2 separate regions of the Zea mays genome follow, and region 1 is linked to region 2. The links are chromatin contacts, called in public Hi-C maps. All regions are on one chromosome and are shown on one strand. Each heading gives the region's core, a stretch centred on a gene start, on an enhancer-like site or on the middle of the called end of the contact. The rest is flanking DNA. Distances are from core to core; before and after follow the strand shown. Region 1 holds the start of LOC100279786. Region 2 has its middle 57 kb from the start of LOC100216786.

Region 1 (6,782 bases), core at 4,022-6,521, 180 kb before region 2:
GACCTGAATTTGGCTCTCAGGAAAGCTAATCAAGAGAAGGATGTTTGGAGGCTGGCCGGGGCTAAGGAGCTCTCCCTTCTTATTGCCCCTATCCATGGTCTTTAGTTGAGTTTAGATGGTCGATCTGTTTTTCTTCTAGTTTCATGGATCCTTTCGTGTATTGGTGTATGTGGCCACCTTAGGTGGCTATGTTAGTTTGTATTGTTCGTTTCGGTCCAGCTTGGACTCTTCTTTTCCTCTTAATATATAGATGTGCAGTTCTCCTACGTGTTCGAGAAAAAAATTACATTTGTAGGGATAAGATGGATAAATTTCTGATCAAGAATCAGAAGAAAGATGCTTCTAATTATAATACAATTGGAACAAATGGGTTTGTGTTCATATTACATCTTATGATAAGAGTATTGGGAAGGACTCAAGATTTATCACAATGTTTGCAAAGAAATAATCAAAACATTGTGTGTGCAATAGGATTGAATGGATCTGTGCTAAGGAATATGAATGACATGAGGGAAAATGGTTGGGATCCCTTATTTGAGGAAGTGAAGAGTTTTTGTACCAAAATGAACATAGTAATCCCAAATATGGATGATACAATACCAACTAGAGGCATATCAAGGTGTCGTGGTGCTAAACTGGTGAGTTACTACCATCATTTTCATAATGGAATTTTCATTGTTTTGATTGATCAAGTTCTTGTTGAGTTGAACAACCGCTTCCCTGAAAGATCAACTCAGTTACTTGGATGTATTGCTTGTCTGGATCCAAGGGATTCTTTTGCCAACTTTGATTTAGACAAGTTAATTGAGCTATCAAAGATTTATAGGTGCTGATTTTAGAAATTATAAATGTACATGCCTTATGGACCGACTTTTATTCATTGATGAAGTTAGAAATGATGATGGATTCAAAGATTCTAATGATCTTGGACACCTTGCTACAAAGATGGTTTAAACAGATAGACACATATTTCAGTTTAGTGTATCATCTTGTTGAGCATGCATTGATCTTGTCAGTGGCAACTGCAACTGTTGAGAGAGCCTTTTCTCCTATGAACATCATCAAGACTAAAAGAAAAAACAAGATGGGTGATGAATGGATGAATAACAGCATGATATGCTATATTGAGCGGGATATGTTTGTAGATAATAAAGATGAAAAGATTTTGAAACATTTTCAAGGCTTAAGAACTCGGAAGATAAATTTACCTCACAACATCAACTCATGAATGGTATGTATTGATTATTGTATTTGTAGAATTCGTATTTTATTTTGGTCTACATATTTCTTGAATGTTTAAATTATGCCTTGCTTCTTGTGTCATATTAAACATCAATTAGATTCTTTTTGTTTGGTTTAAAAAGTTTTTATAGCCTTAGCTTAGTACCCCCCCCCCCATCAATCCTGAATCCACCACTGTTTACGAGCATCTACCATTCGTCATCCTTTTCCTCCAGCTCCAATCCCTGATGCTGCAGCCAAAAAACAAGCACACATGCAACCCCAAACTGAGGAAGTCACCACACCCGTTAGTCACAGCACCCTTGGCACATAGGCAGCTCACATGATCACAGCTTTTCCTACCATGCCACACATGCAGCTCCCATAGCCAAAACTAGGGCATGGCAACTATGGCCACCTCCAAGAGAAGCAAGCTCACAAGGATATCATAGGGGAGCTCAACAATGGATGGGATCTCAACCATTGGAGAGCGACAAAGCAGACAGAGGCAGTGTGGCCGTGGCGAACAGAGGCAGAGGGAGATCAGGCGAGCGAACAAGCTTGCTAGTGGCAGACAGTATAAGAAGCTGATCTGCCCCCACTGGGCCCTGCTGAGAGGAAAATTCAAGGGAAGTTCATTTTCGAGAACCATGGGAAAAATATCAGCACAAGCTACGTGTTTGCACATCGTGGGCTTATTCTTAAACAAATGCTGGTTGAGACTTGAGAAGCTGTGCCTAACAGGGCCTAGGTGCCCTATGGAGGAACTAGCTGGTACCCTACTCTAAGCTTAGCACCCTTTAGAATACATGGAGCTAACACAGCTTTCTCTACAGACACTACAAAAGGCCATGGTTCAAGACAAAATGTTGGTATGCACAAGACAGTATAATGACTGTATAGTATATAAATAGATAGATAACACTACTGTCAATTTTTTAGGAAATACCATAATAACTTTCTCTATCATCTATATGATAAGCTATCTTGAAGGCTGCATCTTATTTTTATTTTAGCGGTTAACTTTATAACACTTGAACAACCAAAGAATAAGTATAACATCAGCAGAACCCCGAATTCTGATACCTTAGGAGACTTTGCAGTTGTATCCCAAAGATGCACAGAACCATCATCTCCAGCTGTCACCAATAAATGCCTACTATTTCGTGAATAATCAAGCACTCTCAGAACCTGACCTTGCATAAATAATGCAGGAAAACTAATAAATTCAGAAAGTCCATTCTTAAAATTCAGGTACTCCTAGGACCTAATGTGAGGCATGCACATTTTACGTAAAAACACAAAGAAGTAAATCAATTTACCTGTCCGTTTGGATCGCTAAGTTCAGAAACACGTGCTCCAGAAGCAAGATTATGAAGAATCAGGTCCCCCTTCATGCTGATCGATGCCAAATGTTCATCTTTGCAGTTATACATTACGCCAGTAATTGTGTCAGTGTGACCGCTTAGCCATTTGATACATCTCTTACGCTGCAAATCCCATATCCTAACAATATGGCCACTTCCACAGGAACAGAGATATCGAGAACCTTTGTTGCTAAAGCTGATAGAATAAATGCACTCCTAATAAGAAAGTATAGGTTGCCAGGATTAGCCATGGGCACAGGTTTACCAAATAAAGTTATAAAGGATTGAAATACCATCAGATGATTACTCAGTAATCCCATGAATGCACGCAGAGAGAGAGAGAGAGAGAGCAGTGCCATATGTTCAATTGCTCGTGTTAGATGCTGGGTAGGAAATTTCAAAGGAATCAAGCAGTACAGTGCAGCTTTTATTTATTAAAGTGGCTAAACATTTAAACAATAGCATATTAAATCTATATTAGGGTGTAAAAGAAAGAAACCCAATAAAACAAACAAACATATATAGAAAAAAGATGTCATTATAGTTGCCAATGTTGCTTTGTTGTCAATGCCAAGAACTCTAAAAAAACCAAAATTCAAATGGACTAAAACACAAAAACGTTAGTGCTAAAATGAACCAGATATTATTCGGGTTGATCGTTTCATTTTTGTACTCAAATAAAATGTCTAGGCATGTCATATGCATGTAATTAGTCCAAATTTAGCATGTTTGCCGTTAAAGGAAAAAGGTAAGAAATGAATAAGCAATATAGCAATGCCTATGAACAAAGATGTGAAATTTTCCGTCATGGCATTGCTAATAGATAAACAGGTAGCATTTTCAAAAAAATGCTAGATAAATCCCCAATAAGAGTGCACGTGCATGTTGTTAGGCATAATACATGAGCACATAATCATATTAATGTCTGATACCTCTATGTCATCACCACGGTCGACAGTTGATGTTGGTAGTTGTCCTACATTTTGACCCTTCTTATGCCACAATGAGATCTTTTTATCATCGCCAGCACTTGCTACAATAAGATCTGAGGTTAAGAGCAAATGATTGTTAGTGCCAGTGCTTCTATTTGCAGCTTTACAGTGCAATACAAGGAATCATTTTTTCAACATATTGAGGTTCTGTTTCAAGCATATAGAGGATAATGTCTTGTAAATATATTCAGTTAGGGAAACAATGGAACGCTAAATGTAACATAACAGATGTTACACTAAAAAAAGAAAACAAAAACTGTTTCTTAGCGTTTACTTGTGAAACATAGAAAAAAATATATTAATAAAAGTACTCTATCATTCACTGCAAGAAAGAAATGGATATCCTGTCCTTCACCATAGCATGTCACTAGTTTTGGTTGATGCATGTGTAAGCATGTAAATACAAATAAATAACATGATCGAAAGGCTAGAAGTTGACATTTTAGCCTGATTGCTCTAGGATATATTGCAAATAACTCCAACCATTTGCACGAAGGTAACCAAAACTAACATCTGTGGTATGATAGTTTTTCTAAGGAACATAAATTGTATGGTTTGTTTGGTGAAGCTACAACTTCAACTTCAGACCAATAGATGTGTAAGTTTGTTACTTCGATAGATACTGCTGTGTGAGATCATAGAATTGCATTGTAAAGTAAAAACATAAAGCCAATAGAATGTGCACAGCAGTGCAGAATAAAATGTCAGAAAGTGTAAGCACAGTACAAAAGTGCTTGCCAGCTCAATCTCCAACAGACAATCAATACTCTGCATAGTTCCTCTGAATATTAAACTGCAAAAATGCACTATCATGTAGTTCTCAGAAACAAATTTAAGCAGTAGAAGCAGTGGTGCATTCGATTTTGTTGAAATTGGTTTTCTTTTTGGGAAAAAAACTCTGATTTACTAATAGAAAAAAAATACCAGTAACAGAGATAGGACATGCATAACCTCAGTAGCCCCAAATGGCATCCTGATTGTAGACAGTGCATCAGCGTCTATGGAGTAAGATAAAGCTCATCAACTAATCAGTGCAAAATTCAGATCAAGAGCATCAACAGGCTGATGGCTCAGGGCATGGTCTTACACTACCTACCAGCATAACCACTGCACTAAATGGGTACTATAAAATCTCAAAATTGCAACCGCCCCACTTTGCAATTCCGCCGCAATATGGGAACGGCAGTCCCCTGATCCAACCATAATGTAGCAACCGACAATAAGCGATCTCAACGAGGATTCAAGTGTTGGATCGAACCATCAAATGCTAACACGTACGGAGCTCGCAGCTACAGATCCTCGCGTTACGAAGCAAAGCGACCGAATTCAGGGGATCTGACTATCTGAGAGCACGGGTAGGGGGCACTCACTGGTGTGGTTCCACTTGACGGCGTTGACGGGGTGCGCGGGCGCGGGGGTGTAGGCGAGGACGCAGGGGTCGCCGGTCTCCACCGTGACGTCGAAAAGCTTAACCGTGTCGCCGCCGCACGTCGCCAGCAGCGGCGCCGCCGGATCCACGAACCCCATCGCGCCACTGACGGAGGGAGCTCGAGGATTTGGGGCTGGAGACAGCGACTGGGTGGGGTTTGATCGTTTGGAAGTCCGGCGGCGGAGGTGGGGCAGGAGCAGATTTGAAAAATGAAATGGGGTTTGGAGAGTTTTTTTGTTGGGTTCGGACCCTTGTGACTTTGGGAGTGGAAGTGGCTATTGACATTGGGAGAGGAAGACGAGAGCGGACGCGGGACCACCTAGGGGCCCGGCCGGCTGGCTGCCACAGTGGGCCCTATCTGTTCGTGCCCTTTTCTTGTACTGGACGCTTGTTCCGGACAGCAGACAAATTAAACTAGTAACAGAGACAATTAAGATTATACCATTAGTTGGTTTTACAATTATAATTTTAGCCCGTTTTTCAGTGATTTTATCCATCTAATTTAAAAACGAAGGTACTGTTTGACCCACGCTCAACGTCGTTAGTTAAAATCAGAATTATTGATTAAAAATGAAAAATATGAAAAGAAATGATTGAAAGGTCCAAACCACCAGCCGCCTCCTATTTTGTACGGGTGCAACCCAACAAGAATAGAATCACAATTACATGATATAGCGAGAGACAAAATCATAATAGATTGCATAGGTATTTTTGTCTTTTTCATCAGATTTAACATTACGTAATGACGCAAGCAGGGTTTTGTTTTTAAAATAGAGGGGTAAAATAAAAAAGTTGAAAAATGAGGCATAAAATCACAATTGAAAGCTAGAATGGTGAAAGCATCTAGGCCCCTGGTTGGTTTTAGTGATTAATGATAACGTAATATTATATGTGACTAACGTGTGTTTTGCAGAGACAAATGGTAAGTTAGGTCGCATGACAGGTAGAAGTACTACAATGTGAAAACAATCCCGGAGATAAGAACTCGAAGCGACGGCTAAAACGACGAAACAAAAGGTGAAGGTCTACAGAGTCCGAGTGTCAAGGAGATGTGGACACTCGCGGTTTAGTTAGGTCTTTTATTCTCTTTTAGCCGTACTATAAAGAGGGGTTGTCGATGAGTAGTTTGACCAAGAGAGTTCTAGTGTAGTGTTGGTGCACAATCACACTCACATACAATGCTAGGTGTCACTCTAGAACTCACACACAAGTTAGAACGAAAACCGATTTGAAAATCAGTTGAAAATCAAGAGTTAGGGTTTCTGGCCCTGGGGCACCGGACTGTCCGGTGTGCACCGGACTGTCCGGTGTGCACCGGACTGTCCGGTGTGCACCGGACTGTCCGGTGCACCCTCTGCCACGTGGGGCCAGGCTGGTCCAGTGGAGAGGCATTCCCTCCGCAGAAACCCGAGAGCGCCTGTTTCAGAGTTGAATTTTAGTGGCGCACCGGACATCGCACCGGACTGTCCGGTGTACCATGAGTCCAACGGCTAGCTGTCAGAACTAGCCGTTGGAATCGACCGTTGGCGCACCGGTGGCGCACCGGACTGTCCGGTGCGCCAGTGCGCAGAAAGTTGCCTGTAACGGCTAGTTGGTGGGTGAGGGCTATTTATACCCCTTCCACCCACCATATTCAATGTCTTGCACTCCACATTTATTCCAGCACATTGCTAGAGCATTGCAAGCACCAAAAGCCTAGTGAGGAGATTAGAGAATCTTAATTCGTGTTTTGTTCCTCATTAGCCTAGCGAGAGCCACCTAGAGCACACACCA
Region 2 (7,407 bases), core at 4,297-6,796:
ATGAGGGATAAAGTCCGCGCCCGGCTTCACTCAGGTACTAGGTTTACCGGTTACCATATTTCCCGACATGTGCTTAGTACGTTCAAAAGCTTGACTCAGGTATCCACACATTAATCCTTAATTCCTTTTTCCCGTCTCATGGACAAGGCATCCTCCCTGGATCCAAGTCCATAGACCAACAAATATCCCGTTATCAAGATGAATACAATCAATTCCTGACCTCGTACGAGTGCTAGAAAAATCACTCGACTTCTACCGAGATCCTAATTTGCATAGCAGCTACTCGACCTAGCATACTAGTATCCATCTCAAAAAGGAATCCTAAGTTCATGCAACTAGAGGTTTCAATCAACTCCTACACTTAAGTGCAAATTACAATCCTGCAAGCGTTAAGTGTAGTAAAGTAGCATATAATAATATGGTTATGCATAAAAACCGGGGCTTGCCTTCAATATCTGGGGCTGCGGGGAGATCCTCGATAGCAGCCTCGGGAGCTTGCTCCTGGTCCTCCTCTTGGACAGTTCCTTGCTCGGGGATGAGCACGTACTCTCCGTCAGCGAGATTACAATCTAATGAATGCAATGAGTAAGATATATGCATGATATGATATGTGCTTTAGCAATTAAACTTTGATGGTGAATGATCCACTTAAATTAGATAGAGTTAAATCTTGTTTACACAAGATTTTTGGGTGGTATACTTAGTAATTTAGATCACACTCAGTTAAACTAAGTGGTAAGTTCATTTTGGTGTTCCACCAAATTCTTGTTAAGTCTTAGTGAGAATTATCAAGATTTCAAGTTGGACTTATTGGGGCGAGGTTTATCTTTCCTTTCTTTCCCTTGATTTTCTTTATGTTTTTAGAGTGGGTTTGAACTACAAGTTATCTTAATAAATTTTCAAAAAATCTGTAAACATTACAGTGGCTTATTATTGGTGTATAATTCTCTGTCTCAAAAGTTGGGGTTCAAAAACTGAATAGTTTTCTATAGACAAAATTACCAAATTTTAGGGCAGAAGGGGTGGTTTGAACTACAACTACCATTTTATAGTGGGAAATTTTCTAATACTTATTTTTGCTGGCATTTAGATGTTATAACATGACTTGGCAAAATTTTCTAGCCATTAATACTTACCAGTTATTTTATTATGTTTTTCCCAAGTTTCTAGCCAAAGGGGTGCTTTCTACTACCACTATATTTGAAAGACATCAAACAACAGATTTCTGATTTTTCCTAGCTTCTATTTTTCACAAGAGCAATCATTCTGAAGTTTGGCATCCTTTTGCTTAAAAGAAGGGGTGGTAGGAATTCTTTGGATTAAATGACCTTTTTCATGAATATTTATAATAGGCATTATTGTGCATCCTTTAAATGGGTTTGCATTTTTTCTGGTGGCCTATCTCATTAGTGATCTAGCAAAATTTTATTTGCCCATTATTGCATCATTTGGGTTACTAGTAATTTATTCAAAATATGACTCATTATCATGTTCTATTTATCTACCCTACTTAAAATGATGGGCTGGGGTGTTTATTATTTTTGCAGTGGGGTTTTGGTGATCACAAGTTCACTGAATTTTTATTAATAACTTTGGGTCTGGTTTTATTGCTCTAATAATTGTTTTCTAGTTGGAATAATGCTAAATAAAACATTCCACTTTAAATCTGTTCTGGACTAGAGGTCTTTCTATTTTTCCTGGGTTCTTTGCTACTGAAGTAGACTAGGAAAAATAATTTCATCCACTGGTCACTAATTTCTAAGGTCTTTCTGATTTTCCTAAGTTTTGGGCAAAATGGCTTTTAATAGATATCCCCACTAAAATTTTCAATACTGGGGTTCTTACTATTTTTAAACAGTGTTTAAATGAGGTTTGAACATCTACAAATTTTCTCAAGTTCAGCACAGAAGCATAACTAATTTTCCTTAATTAAACAAGGTTTGGTCAGTTTCTGTATTTAATTCTAAACTCTAAAATTTAGAACAGAAAGCATGAGGTTTAGCATTTTTAATTGGTAGTCCATATTATTTACAATCCAGCAAAATTGGTTTGACAATTTTTGGTTAAGTATTCTTCAAATTATGAATTTTCTAAGTTCTATGTTCATTAAAACGATTTAAACAGAAATGATTAAATGGAAAACTACTTTGCAACGGGGTCCCTGGCGGGTGTTTTCAATTTTCCTTACAGATTAGTCCTCGGGCTACTATTCAAATGTGTCGCTGACAGTTCAGAAAACCCCCTGGATTCTTCTAATCCTAACCCGAGGTCCTTCCCCCAATTTAAACATTACCCGCGGTGGAAGAAAGGGCGGAGGGGCTTACCGGCGGCGAGACTGCTCTGGTGAGGTGACCGAGGGTGTAGGGGAGGTCCTGAGGATCATGGCGATGTGCGGGTCACCGTCGGGAATGGTCGGAGTCGGCCGGTCCATGTGCGCAGGCGGGGGAGCTCGTCGGCAGCGAGGAGTCCGGCCTATCCAGGGCACAATTGACCAATCAAATGGGTCAGAGAGCTTCACCAGGGATCAAGGAAGGGGTGTGCGCTAGGAATTGAAGAACGGCTCACCGGATTGCTCGGTCTACGCGCGCAGGCGGGCGACCGAAGTCCGGTGAGGGCGATCTTGGCCTTCCGGTGAAGTTCTGCCGGGTCCGAGGGCTGGGAAAGCTTCACAAGCTAATGGCGAAGCTAACCGAGCGACTGGTGCGGCTTGGAAGTGACTGGAGTGGGCTGGCCATGGTGGTCGAGGCTCTAGCGGCAATGGCGGGCGGAAAAGAGCTCGCCGGAGCTAAGGAGGGGTGTCTGGCCGGTGAAGGTGAGCACGAGGTGAGGTGAGGCACGTCCGAGGAGGCTTTATAGGCGCGAGCGGGCACGGCCGAGGGCGAGGGCGCGCGGCGGACTTGACCGAACGCTGGGGCGAGCGCGCGCGGGTTGGGCGAACGCCGGCGTGCCGACCAGGGTCGAACACGTGTGCACGTTCGTTCTGCCCAAGTTCTGGCACGTGTGGTCACTCATCCGAGCCTGCTCTCGCCTTGGTCAGTGCACAAAACCTCTTCTCCTCCCTACAAGCTACCGATCTTGTGTGGGGGTCATAGGATTTTGCCTACTGGTTTCAGAGATTTGGAGCCCGGAAATCCGGTCTGTCTCTCTGCTCAAACCTGAGGCAAATCCAAGGTTTTGTCGTGTCTAGGGATCGCGTCCCAATGCCATCTTCTGGCATGCAACAGAGGGGTTAGTGAGACACGTTTTTGTCAATGGGGTCATTAGGATTTGAGCTAGGGATCAAGGTGAACACGCTTGATCTTTGGCTCAAGGTCTGAAATTCAGAATTCTGAAATTCAGAATTCCCTATTGAGTCCCCACTTGAGAAGCTTGCTTGGGGTTTTATTTAAATTATTTTGGCCAAGCTTCCTCAATCTTTATTGTTGCTTATTAAATATACTTCAATGTTTATATTTGGCCCAAGCCATGATTCTACATTTTTCATACTCTTTTGCCTTATCTCTTAAATTTTGCTTTTAGAGCTCAATTAGGGTTGTTATTAGGGTTCCAACATTTTGCCCTTTTGAAAACTCATTTGTTTTTGAATCATGATGCTTTTAAGTTTAAACTTAGTGGATCCTTTATTCTTAAGTCAATTTGATGCTCATGCTCAATTTGGTTCACATAAGATGATGGTTCTTGGGTTAGCACTTGAGAGAAACCCTAGGTGACACTGGGGTGTCACAGATTGCATCATTACTAATCTAAGATATGAGAAGTTTGATTTGGTATATCATTAAGCCTAATAAAATATGTGTCACACCTGGATTTAAGAGCAAATCTAGATGCATCTCAAATGCGTGATAGGATCAAGTCTCACACATATGATGACTCATGGTATATAAATCAATGTCACATCTTTATTATATAATAGAAGTTATGTACAAAATAGATAAATAAATACATCACATGACGACAACGATCCCCGCAACCATAGCTGACTGGGAGACGACGGTCTAGACCTCTCCGAACTCTTCGCAGCATCCTTCATGATTCTTCAGCGGTACCTGCTCTTGACCTGGTGTGATTGTAGCAAGAGTGAGCTCCCATACGGTCATCGCTCATCAAGTGTGAGGAATAATGTGTGTGATCTCACTTACAGAGTTACGGTGGGGGCTCATGTGTAGTGTAAGGCTTACCAAGGAAAATGGTTATTGCTGAGCATTGCTTTTAATAAGTTGGTCAAAAATTTATTAGCAATTACTAAGTATAAGTAGATACCAATCCAATTAAATAATTGATCATAATGAATAATAAACCCCACAATGTAAATCAATGCATGTCAAGTTTTTAAGTTTAGTTCCATCATTTAATCATGTGAGAGTCTTGAGCCGCTCATAACCATGACCACGACTAATATAGTAGTTTTACACTCTGCAGAGGTTGTGCATCTTTACCCACAAGCTGTGTTACCCATTTGCCAAGGGGTCTCGACTCTCATTCATCTCTATCGAGGAGACGAGGCAAGATAGCACTATGAGGCCTTTACAAAGGTCCACTTGTATGAGGAAACTCGCTACGGATTCAGGCTGAGGGGGTATAGGAATCCCTCATCTAAAAAGGTATCACAGAAATATCGACCCGAGAACCTCCCTATACTTGTGCAACTCCTCCCCGCTTGCCCCTTTCAGGTAAGACTCTCACATACCAGCTTTCCTAATTAGTTGGGCAAGAGCATCCAATTCCACCCTTGTGGTAGCACCGTTGTCTCAGGTTAAGCTCCATGTTCCAATTAATAAAATGATCTTATCGGGTATCATAAATAATTCATACAGAATCAACAGTAGTAATAAGGCATGATCGTAATCATATATAGTATACACCCAAAACCAGATAGAGTAATAACAGATCTACCCAATAATGCATTTGTATGCAAGGTGTAGGGTAAACAAAACTAGGTAATCTATTAGGTCTCATCAATATAACCTAAGCATGCCACTGTGATTATCAAAATCATGAACATTATTAGGTCAAAGGATGTGATCAAGGACACAATTTGTCTTTTACTTGCGATAACATGTTGTTCAGATGCTTTCCCAAAAATTGGGCATCAAATTATTCATGAACTCACTTCTACTCGTAGCAAGACATGCAAATAAGCAAATAATGGATACAATAACATTACACCAAAACATAGAAATAAAATTGCATAGGAATATTCTACGTGTCGCTATGGGATTGTAGGTTCGAGAACCACTAAATTCGGAGTTAAAACGAAGGAGATATGATTTTTATAATTTATAAATTATTTTTTATATAAAATCAATTTCAGATATAAATATAATTTCTTCTGGATGGTGGTCACTATTTTTAACGAGTCTAGGGTCTGTTCCGTAAAAAATGTGGACCAAACTGTGATAGTATTTACATTGGAGCGGATTGCAGGTGAATTAAATAAAAACTCAGGGGCTCTTAATGAAGAATGCCACGACGAAAGGGTATGGGTCATTCCTGGCTGTTGGCTCAAAACTGACGGCCACAATTAAAACTTGGACATGCCGAACCAGTATGCGTACCAAGTCGTTGGATTTCTATCCAACCGTTGAAAACCAGCCACGCGGTCATAACATGAGGGCACTCTGATCCACCAGATCTCCATCTGACGGCCCCGATCTTAAACCATGAAACGATATCCGCCCTCTAATCTAGTATATCCATCACGCAATTGATGGCTCTCGCCCTAACTTTACCTCTGATGGCCAGGCACAGTGACGCCATTGGCATCCACGACGAAGATCCCGCCAGAGCAACACCTGATCGCCTCCCGGTGATCTACACGTCATTGGAGAACGCGCAAAACATAATTTAAGATCCCACTAACTAGATAGAGGGTGCCTCACCGTTGAATGATGCGACGACCGGTCTGGCCACGGCAGATTGCGGCCCCGTGGGCACGGTGATCACCGACGAGCAATTCTTTGGACTACGGTAGCCCACCATTTGCTCTGATGACGCGGCGACCTTCCTTTCGCCATGTTGAAGCTCCACGACCACTTCTTGGACTACGAACGATAGCGTCGGGGAAAATGACGTGGGCGGCAAACACTCTTGCTCGGCGGTGTTTTCTCCTCTCCCTCTGCTCGCGGTGGCGATGGCGTTCGACGCCCACGACCTTGGTTCATGCGGCTGTGCGTTGGGCAAGGGGTACGATGTTGGGTTTATGATGGGCGAAAGGAGAACGACGCCGAGATAAGGATTATGCCGACGCTGTGGAGTTTGTTCCGTTTCAATGGGACGGATGCGAAGTTAGTTTGATTGGGAAGAACGGTCTGACGAAATGAAGCCACGTGATAGTGGCACAAGCCTCGCGCACGAGGAGAGCAAGCTCGTCACAGTGGGAGCCCACATGACAGTAGCATGCGGTGTGGTTAAGGCTAACGTCGTGGAACCCGCCCGTCGGCACTCCTGCCAGGCAGGGCAGGCGAATTTTGGGCTGGCACGGGTGTGGGCTGTTTTGAAGGGGGTTGGGGCTGGGCTAGGATCTGGATTTTTTTTTCCTATTTTTAGATTACATTATTTCCTAATGCATTTTTTTTGATTCAAAGCTAAGCTTGTATCAGTAGTTCAGATATATGTGCACAAGAGAATACCATCATGATGCAAGTTTAATTATTCAATCAAACCCTTAGTTATTTAGATGCATACTTCATTATTAATTCACCCATTTGTAATTGAAAGGGAAATATGGTTAACCGTTTCCTACAATTAATTTTGGTGGTTGAATGTCCAACACAAATATATGGACTAACTAGTTTGCTCTAGAACTCATGTATTACAGGTGCATAAGGTTCAACACAAACCAATAAAAGATTCAAGTTATGGACTAAATTGAACCGGAGCGAAGACTTGAGTGTGCTGTGGTTTGGTGCACCAGACTGTTCGGTGTGCCACCGGACAGTGTCCGGTGCACCAGGACCGTACAAGGGTCAACCAGCCACTCTCGGGAAAACGCAAGCGCGCTCCGCTATAATTCACCGGACTGTCCAGTGAGTCAACGGGCAACGGCTATCCAGCGCGCAACGGTCGACTCTGACAGGAGCTACAGTGAGCAACAGTGTCGCGCAGAAGTCAGAGCAACGAGTCAGAGGGGGCACCGGACTGTCCGGTGCACAACCAGAATGTTCGGTGCCGCAAGAAGACAAATGCGCCAACGGTCAACTGCTCCAGAACCCTAACGGTTGGGTGATGTGGCGGCGCACCAGACACTGTGCTTGTCCGGTGGTCCGGTGCGCCCATCACCAGCAGACTCCCAACGTCTACCTTGGTGGTTGGGGGCTATAAATACCCCCCCAACCACCACAATTTCAAGCATCCAAGATTTTTGAAGATCACATTCAATACAAGAGCTCTAGCATTCACTCCTAGACA

The links. A called contact is a pair of places that touch in the nucleus more often than the background predicts.
Region 1: a contact with region 2 is called in a Hi-C map of tassel, with 2.2 times the contacts expected there. The contact joins the promoter of LOC100279786 here to the enhancer-like site in region 2. A contact is called at or near these places in 4 of 25 Hi-C or Micro-C datasets (ear, endosperm, leaf and 1 more).

Annotation. Positions count from the first base shown.
Region 1 is chr2:166,271,816-166,278,597 of Zm-B73-REFERENCE-NAM-5.0, reverse strand. It overlaps LOC100279786, which reads right to left and starts at 5,271. Exons shown (of 10, transcript NM_001384182.1): 1 at 4,951-5,271; 2 at 3,521-3,633; 3 at 2,544-2,804; 4 at 2,308-2,412. The coding sequence starts at 5,107.
Region 2 is chr2:166,092,845-166,100,251 of Zm-B73-REFERENCE-NAM-5.0, reverse strand. No RefSeq gene overlaps it. Among protein-coding and RNA genes, the nearest start is that of LOC100216786, 57 kb to the right of the region's middle. Within about 2 kb of position 5,546, at least 16 of the 20 cell types and tissues checked have an H3K27ac peak or open chromatin away from gene starts, as enhancers often do. A contact at or near this core is called in ear, endosperm, leaf and 1 more, where this site is marked.